Regions from separate parts of the Zea mays genome. Here region 1 is linked to region 2. The links are chromatin contacts, called in public Hi-C maps. All regions are on one chromosome and are shown on one strand. Each heading gives the region's core, a stretch centred on a gene start, on an enhancer-like site or on the middle of the called end of the contact. The rest is flanking DNA. Distances are from core to core; before and after follow the strand shown.

What was found. Hi-C and Micro-C count contacts between places; a contact is called where the count stands out from the background.
Region 1: a contact with region 2 is called in a Hi-C map of tassel, with 2.8 times the contacts expected there. The contact joins two enhancer-like sites. A contact is called at or near these places in 2 of 25 Hi-C or Micro-C datasets (endosperm and tassel).

The regions. Positions count from the first base shown.
Region 1 is chr3:26,129,003-26,132,505 of Zm-B73-REFERENCE-NAM-5.0, forward strand. No RefSeq gene overlaps it. Among protein-coding and RNA genes, the nearest start is that of LOC100191394, 15 kb to the right of the region's middle. Within about 2 kb of position 1,404, at least 17 of the 20 cell types and tissues checked have an H3K27ac peak or open chromatin away from gene starts, as enhancers often do. A contact at or near this core is called in tassel, where this site is marked.
Region 2 is chr3:25,958,048-25,961,695 of Zm-B73-REFERENCE-NAM-5.0, forward strand. No RefSeq gene overlaps it. Among protein-coding and RNA genes, the nearest start is that of LOC100191481, 4.7 kb to the right of the region's middle. Within about 2 kb of position 1,629, at least 17 of the 20 cell types and tissues checked have an H3K27ac peak or open chromatin away from gene starts, as enhancers often do. A contact at or near this core is called in tassel, where this site is marked.

The sequences.
Region 1 (3,503 bases), core at 154-2,653, 170 kb after region 2:
AGCGTGGCGGCGGAGATGGAGGCATTTGTCGGTCGTCGCTCGACGTCGTGTCTGGCGCTGTGTTCAGCGTCGTAGGCATGGCGCCTGCGTCTCTCGCCCCTGGGTCGTCGCGCTCCTCGGCAGCATTCGCGAGCAGGTGATAGCGGACCAAAGAAGATCGCTAGATTTAGCGGATGCTGAGAACCTCCGCTATTTAGAGGACCATATAGTGTTTTGTTGATGGAGCGATAAAGCAGGAGAAGAAACGCTAAATACAAAGGGCATGACACTTTAGAGCATCTCCAACAATGCCTCAAACTAATGCCTCAAATCGAAATATAGGGCTCTACACAGGAAAAACCACTCCAACGGTGCCTCAATTCAACAAATTTTGTCAAAAAACTATAGGGCACCCTCTCAAGTGCCTCAAATATACTACACCGTAGTGGGCTGCCCTATAATCTAGATTTGGGGCTTTACTGTTGGAGCAGGGTGTTTTGTTGGTGCCCTAAATTCTATAAAATTTACTTATTTTAAAATTATAAGACATTTTTATAGGTCACGTTGTTGGAGATGCTCTTACGGTTCTTTGTTGAGCGAGTCTGATTCCATGCGCATTACAATTCACACGACCAGTGATCATGCATGTAAATGTAACAATAAGACCCAACTTAGGCCCAAACCCAACCTATGGCCCATGTACGATGCATTCACATTCGCAGCCAGGCCCATGGCTCTTGGAGGAAATAGGGCCGAAATCAAAGCTGGCTTTTGTTGCAAAAGCTGCAACTTTCATCTTTATATATAAAAACGCTGTTATTATTCCTTTTTAATTGACCAGAAAGAGCTGCTAGCTGCCAACTGTACGGTACTGTGTATATGCATCTAGACCAAGAGATGGAACTCATGAATGAACGCGGGAGATGAAACCGACCGCCGGAAAGGTGGCCGCCTAACCGCCCTCAAAGGTCAAAACTACTTCCACTTCCACAGTTTGCACGGCGACCACAGACGAGCAGATTTTCGTCGCTATGGGCCCGATTGGTTGTCTTCCCAGAGTAGCTTGTCCCGTATCTAGGAACTAGGACTCAGCAGACCATACTTTGTGCATGCAAAAGGGGTATATTTGGATGTCTGGCTGTCACCGGCCTGGTTGCAGAAGATATTGTTTGGATGCCTGGCTGTCACCCTCCCGCCGAACTCACCAGCGCTCCTCACGCGCTCAGCAGCGGCCAGGCTCAGGAGAAACGAAAAAAAAGGTCGCACGCCGCTGGCCAGACCGAGGGGTGCCTCGTGCATCGGGAGGGCCAGACCCAATAAACTCTCCAGGTAACCAATCATCACATGAGCGTGGATGGGGAATATGCAGGTAACCAATCAGTCCCTATACCTATACCTATGAATCGGAGCGCGCGTCTCGTCGACGTCGCATCGCCATTGGCTGTCCAAGTGCTGTACTCCTGTACTGATGAAACAGACGGGAGGGGATACCTGGCCTGGCCGTGAGATTATCATCGTCTCCGTAGCAGTGCTAGCTGTACTGATCCAGCAGCCAGAGCCCAGGAGGTGGGCCGGAGCTCGACGGTGAGGTGACGGTCCAACCGAACCACCGAATCAACCGGCCGGATCGTACCGTAGCAGAGCAGGAGCAGCCACTGGCCGCAAAGCAAATGAAAGAAACTGAATTGAAGAGAGAGTTCTTCGGCCTACTTACAAATCTCCACCCCCCAACAAGCTTCGTTGGATGTTAGCCCGTTTTTTTTTATAAAAAAAATCAAAATTAGGCTGCCTAATATTTACCAATGCTATCGACTCTCTTCTTCTTCGCAAATTGTCATTTTCTTCTTCTTAGCAAATTGGCCCACGGTACTTTCCAAGCTACAACTAACAACTAATTAAATAAAGAGAAAGGGGGCTTCCGTCCGAGGATATTAGTACCGGTTGATTTAGAATCGATCCTGACTTGACATCTTTTTTTAATCGTCGTGTTTTTGTAGAGGATATTACTACCAATCAGTGTCCACAACCGGTACCAATGTTAAGTTATCATTACTGGTTGAAGACACCAAATGGTACTTATGTATTTTAAGTTGGCGTCATAGAACCGAGAGGTCTTTAGTAGCGGTTCTATTCAGAAACCGGCACTAAAGCTCCCTTTTTAGTTTCCATCGACATAAAAGTAAGGGAGAATTACATGCCGCACCACTGCATGGCACACAACCTCAGATTTCACCTTAGCAATGAAAATTCCTCAGTTCTACCCTTGTATTCGGAGCAACGCATCACTAAACCTCTCACCGTCAGCCGTTACCGTTTGCCGTCACCTGAAGTTGGGCCCCACACGCCACATCCCAAAATCCCCAATCGAACAACAGAATCCATCGCAAAAAGGGAGGCGCGCGGCGCTGCCCCTGCAGTTGTGCCGCCGCCCTAGGTTCCCGTCGCCGCTGGTGGTCGCCGTCGCCGTGGAGGCGCGCGGCGCTGCCCCTGCAGTTGTGCCGCCGCCCTAGGTTCCCGTCGCCGCTGGTGGTCGCCGTCGCCGTGGAGGCGCGCGGCGCTGCCCCTGTCGTGGCTCCATACACCCTCGATCACGCGGCTGCTCCTCGCCCGGAGCCCGGTAGACATCGCCGCCGCTGGTGGTCGTCGTGGAGGCGCACGGCGCTGCCCCTGACGTGGCTCCAGGCGCCCTGGGCCACGCGGTCGCCGTCCCCTGCCGTGGCTCCAGAGTGCTTCGGGAATCGCCGTTGCTCACCGGTAAACACTGCTGCTGGTCGTCGTCCCCTATAGAAGTGCTCCCCTCTGGAATCACCGCTGCTCACCTTGGCCTGCTAGGCGCGCGTCGCAGCTGCTCCTGTCGTGGCCCTCGGGACGAGCCGCTGCTCACCATGGCCTGCTAGGCGCGCGGCGCAGCTGCTCTCCAGGAGTTAAAGGAACATGTGTGACAAATCTATATGGTGAATAATTCAAAAAAAATTAAGTTTTCGCATGACTTAGGCTTCTACGTGTTAAAGGAACATGTGTGACAAATCTTATGTCAAAATAAGAAAAAACTTTTTGAGAGTAGTACAAACTACTAACTTTATGTAGGATGTGATGAAACTATATAGGAGATGTGCCCATTTGTGAACCATGTCTACACGAATTTTCACGAAATCCTTTGAAATTTTTATGTTAACCTTCCATGACCATAATATGGAGCCACGCCAAATTTCACGAGTTTTTGAACATGTTTGGTATTTATTTATTTATTTATTTATTTTCAACTATACCTTTAAATTATGTAATATGGTGAATAATTCAAAAAAAATTAAGTTTTCGCATGACTTAGGCTTCTACGTGTTAAAGGAACATGTGTGACAAATCTTATGTCAAAATAAGAAAAAACTTTTTGAGAGTAGTACAAACTACTAACTTCATGTAGGATGTGATGAAACTATATAGGAGATGTGCCCATTTGTGAACCATGTCTACATGAATTTTCACGAAATCCTTTGAAATTTTTATGTTAACCTTCCATGACCATA
Region 2 (3,648 bases), core at 379-2,878:
ACTTGTATTACTTGTGATATGTCTTTTCTCCCCCATCATATGATTCTGCTTGTCCATGTGCAGATTCCATGGTTTTTTTTTCCGAAGGTAACACTGAGCCAACAGTTGAGGTTATTTCCCTATATATTGAGATGTTTGCTTTGCTATTTTAGAAGTCATTTTCTCAAGAAGCTCTATCTTCTTGTTTTGTTAGTCTGAGATACTTAAAGCACTGGAAAGAGCAAAATTTAATGGTTGCCAATAGGAAAGAATCATGCTACTCGAGGTGTTCTGAACTCTGGAGCAATGCTTGTCTGTTTTTAGTGCTAAAAGTACGACTTTTGACAGCATGGTCACAAGAATAATGTCTATTGAACCAGTAATTGTTTCTACTGATTGTAGGTATGGGCACAATTAAACATTCCTGCAATTATTGAACCACAATTTTCTCGATAAGTTAGATTTTTTTCTCATTGTTTCTGCAAAGGTTGTTTTATAGATACCAGCAATGAGGAAAAAATCAAACACTAAAATAACATAAATGGTCCAACTATTTGGTAGTGCATTTTATTTGTAGCTGTAGATGTGAGAAATATTTTTTTGAAAAAAACTTGGTCAAAATTAGAGAAGTTTGACTTAGGACAAAAATAAAATGTCCTATAATTTGAGCAAAGGGTTAAGTTGCAAGGTAGTCATAAGCTATTGTACTATAATGCGGAACATTGGAGATGTCCTTTTGAGCTTATGCTGGGAACCAGAAATCTTTTTGAACATATGGTTCACATATCTAATAATAAACTGATAAAAATCAATATTACACTTAGTCAAAAGGTCGAGAAAGATATGAATTAAAAAAAGAATCTGAACCTATTTTTTTTATAGCTAGCTCGGTTACTCATCTCCCTTCACCTAGTGAGATGGTACTATGTGGGAGCATCGTGCTACATGTGGTTTCATGTCGTGTTTGTGCTTGGGTGATTTCTTATGGCCCTTTTGCGGTGTAATGTAAATTTATTGAGCCCATTGTTAGACGAGAAAGCTTATTGGGCTCATTGTTATAGATCTACGTGTTTCGTACGTGACGCACGACACACGAAACCGATGTTTAAAGTAGTAGAGATTGGCTTCATCCACCGCCTATGCCCGGTGATCAAAGAGAAGGTACATCTTGAGAGCACTGACCTCTAACTACTCGTCATATTGATTTGTGTTGCACATAGAGAAATCGTAATCGGTGCACGGATAACTTACTAGTACTAGTATTCCGTGAGGCCTCTCTTCCCGTGGGGCAGGTTTGTCAGCACCATAGTGGAGTATATACGGCAGGTGAGCCATGGAATCGATGCTCTTATCACACGCACGTTTTATTCGTGGATCTCTGTTCCAGCTTCTGGCTCGACGACAGGCTCCTGCTCCCTCGTGAACCGCACAATACAATACAAGTGGAGGAGGACAGGACGGCATGTCTGCTTCCTCCTCTTGCCTTCGGTTCGGTCAGTTTGGCAGCCAAGCCGGCACCGGCAGGCTGCAGGGGCATCTGGGCGCGCACAAACGATGCGCCAAATAAGCCGGTCAGTGATACACCCACATACCCACTAGCTCGGTCTACAGATTGCGCCGACTAGCAGACGAGTCCCTCGATCTCATTGGCTGCTTGAAGCAACATGTGGACGTCCACGACGGACAACTAAAGGAACGCTTCGCCATGGCCCATGGGCCCAAACGCCATGGGCAGAGTGAGCTTGTGACTTAAGCAACTCGAGTGAGCTTGTGACTTAAGCAAGGCTTCGTCTCTAGATTTTCTATGGAAAAAAGTCAGAGCTCTGCATTTTTTAAAATGATTTATACTACGTAGAAAACGTGCGTGTGAAGAAAAAAAATTATAAATAGTACATTAGAGGCTTTGGCTCTGGTTATGACTATAGCACTACTATATACTCCTTCAGTTTCTTTTTAGTTGTCGCTGGATAGTTCAATTTTGCACTATTCAGCGACAACTAAAACGAAACGGAGAGAGTACTAATCTATTAGAAACCTATTGTGTCACCTGGTGATACCTACCACGGACAAGAGCATATACACCACATTGGTTTCTCCTCTCTCTCTTCGGATGGGGCTCATAGTCCACCGTATACTTGTCTTGTTCCTTAACAACTTTCTTCCATTTTCGCCAGGACAACATCAGTAACAACAAACGTCGGATTTTAGGTTTAGTAGTCGAACTGTTTTACAATGGTTCCTGCATTCAAATTTCATTTCTTTAACGACCTCCCTGTCCCTGACACCACGCGGTCCCAATCAGCGCTACTGCTGTTGTGCGGCTGTGCCTGTGCATGTGCCACACCTCCTGCTTGCACCGACGGTGAGCACAGGCGTCGTCATCAGTTCAGCTAATCAGCTAGGAGCAGAAGAAGGCAAGCAGTTGATTGAATTATCAGTACATACAGAAAAGGATCACGACAGGCGTCGTCGTCAGTTCAGCTACGATGCGGAGAACGGTCAAACAGAGCAGAAGGTTTTTGGTTGGGGAGAACGGTCAAACAGAGCAGAAGGTCGTCAGTTCTACTCTGAAATGTAGAGTCTAGACTCATCTGACCTCCCCTTCGATCGTCGTCCCTGGGAGTTCCCGGTGAACAGGCAGGCAGGCAGGCAGGTTCGAGGGGCGTTTCCTGACCGACGGTGGTGTGATTTGGAACGCCTGAAACGCGTGGAGTGGACGACACACGATTGTTCAACGCTGTTCTGTTGGGAATTCGGTCGGAAAGCGCGCGAGGGCTCGTTGTGTTGTGTGTCTCGTTGGAGAACCAAGGGCGGAAGGCCAAGTTGGGTTCCTCGCGTCCGTCCGTCCGTCCGTGGCTGGCACTAGTGGCAGCGCCGATGTGCAAGCGCGACCGAATGCCCGTCAGCGCATGGCCACTTGTCGCTCTCGTGAAGCGATGTTGCAACCACTGCTGCATCTCTGCGTGGTGCGCCACTGCCACCCCTCAATCAGTGGCTGGCGGATCGATCATGGACGGTGCTTCGTTCTCTTTCTCCTCCTGCTGCTACACGTAGTACTCTGTGGCCCTTCTTTGCATGAGCATGACGGCGCGGCGATTCAGCAAGGAATTGAACTACTAGGTAGGTAGTAGCTAGGTCTACCTATATATATATATATATATATATATATATATATATATATATATATATATATATATATATATATATATATATATAGCTAAACGGTCTGCGCACGGTACTGGCATCAACACTATTAGACACGACACTATTAGACATTACTATCGTAATCATGTTGTATTGTGCCGACTTTAGTGTCTATCCATCGGCCTAAACACGACACTATAGTGTCTAATCGTGTTGTATTGTGCCAACACTAGTGTCTATCCATCGGCCTAAACACGACACTATAGTGTCTAATCGTACTGTATTGTGCCAACACTAGTGTCTATCCATCGGCCTAAACACCACACTATAGCGTCTAATCGTGTTGTGTCGATACTATACAACATTAACACCTATTTCACTTTAAGAGCTTAAAAAACACAGAAGATTTTTAAGATTATATTTATAATTTTAAAACTTGAATATATATATATATATATTATAAAGTGAGTTTATTATGTTTAAAATCATAACAAATCACGATGACATACACACGTCACAATACAT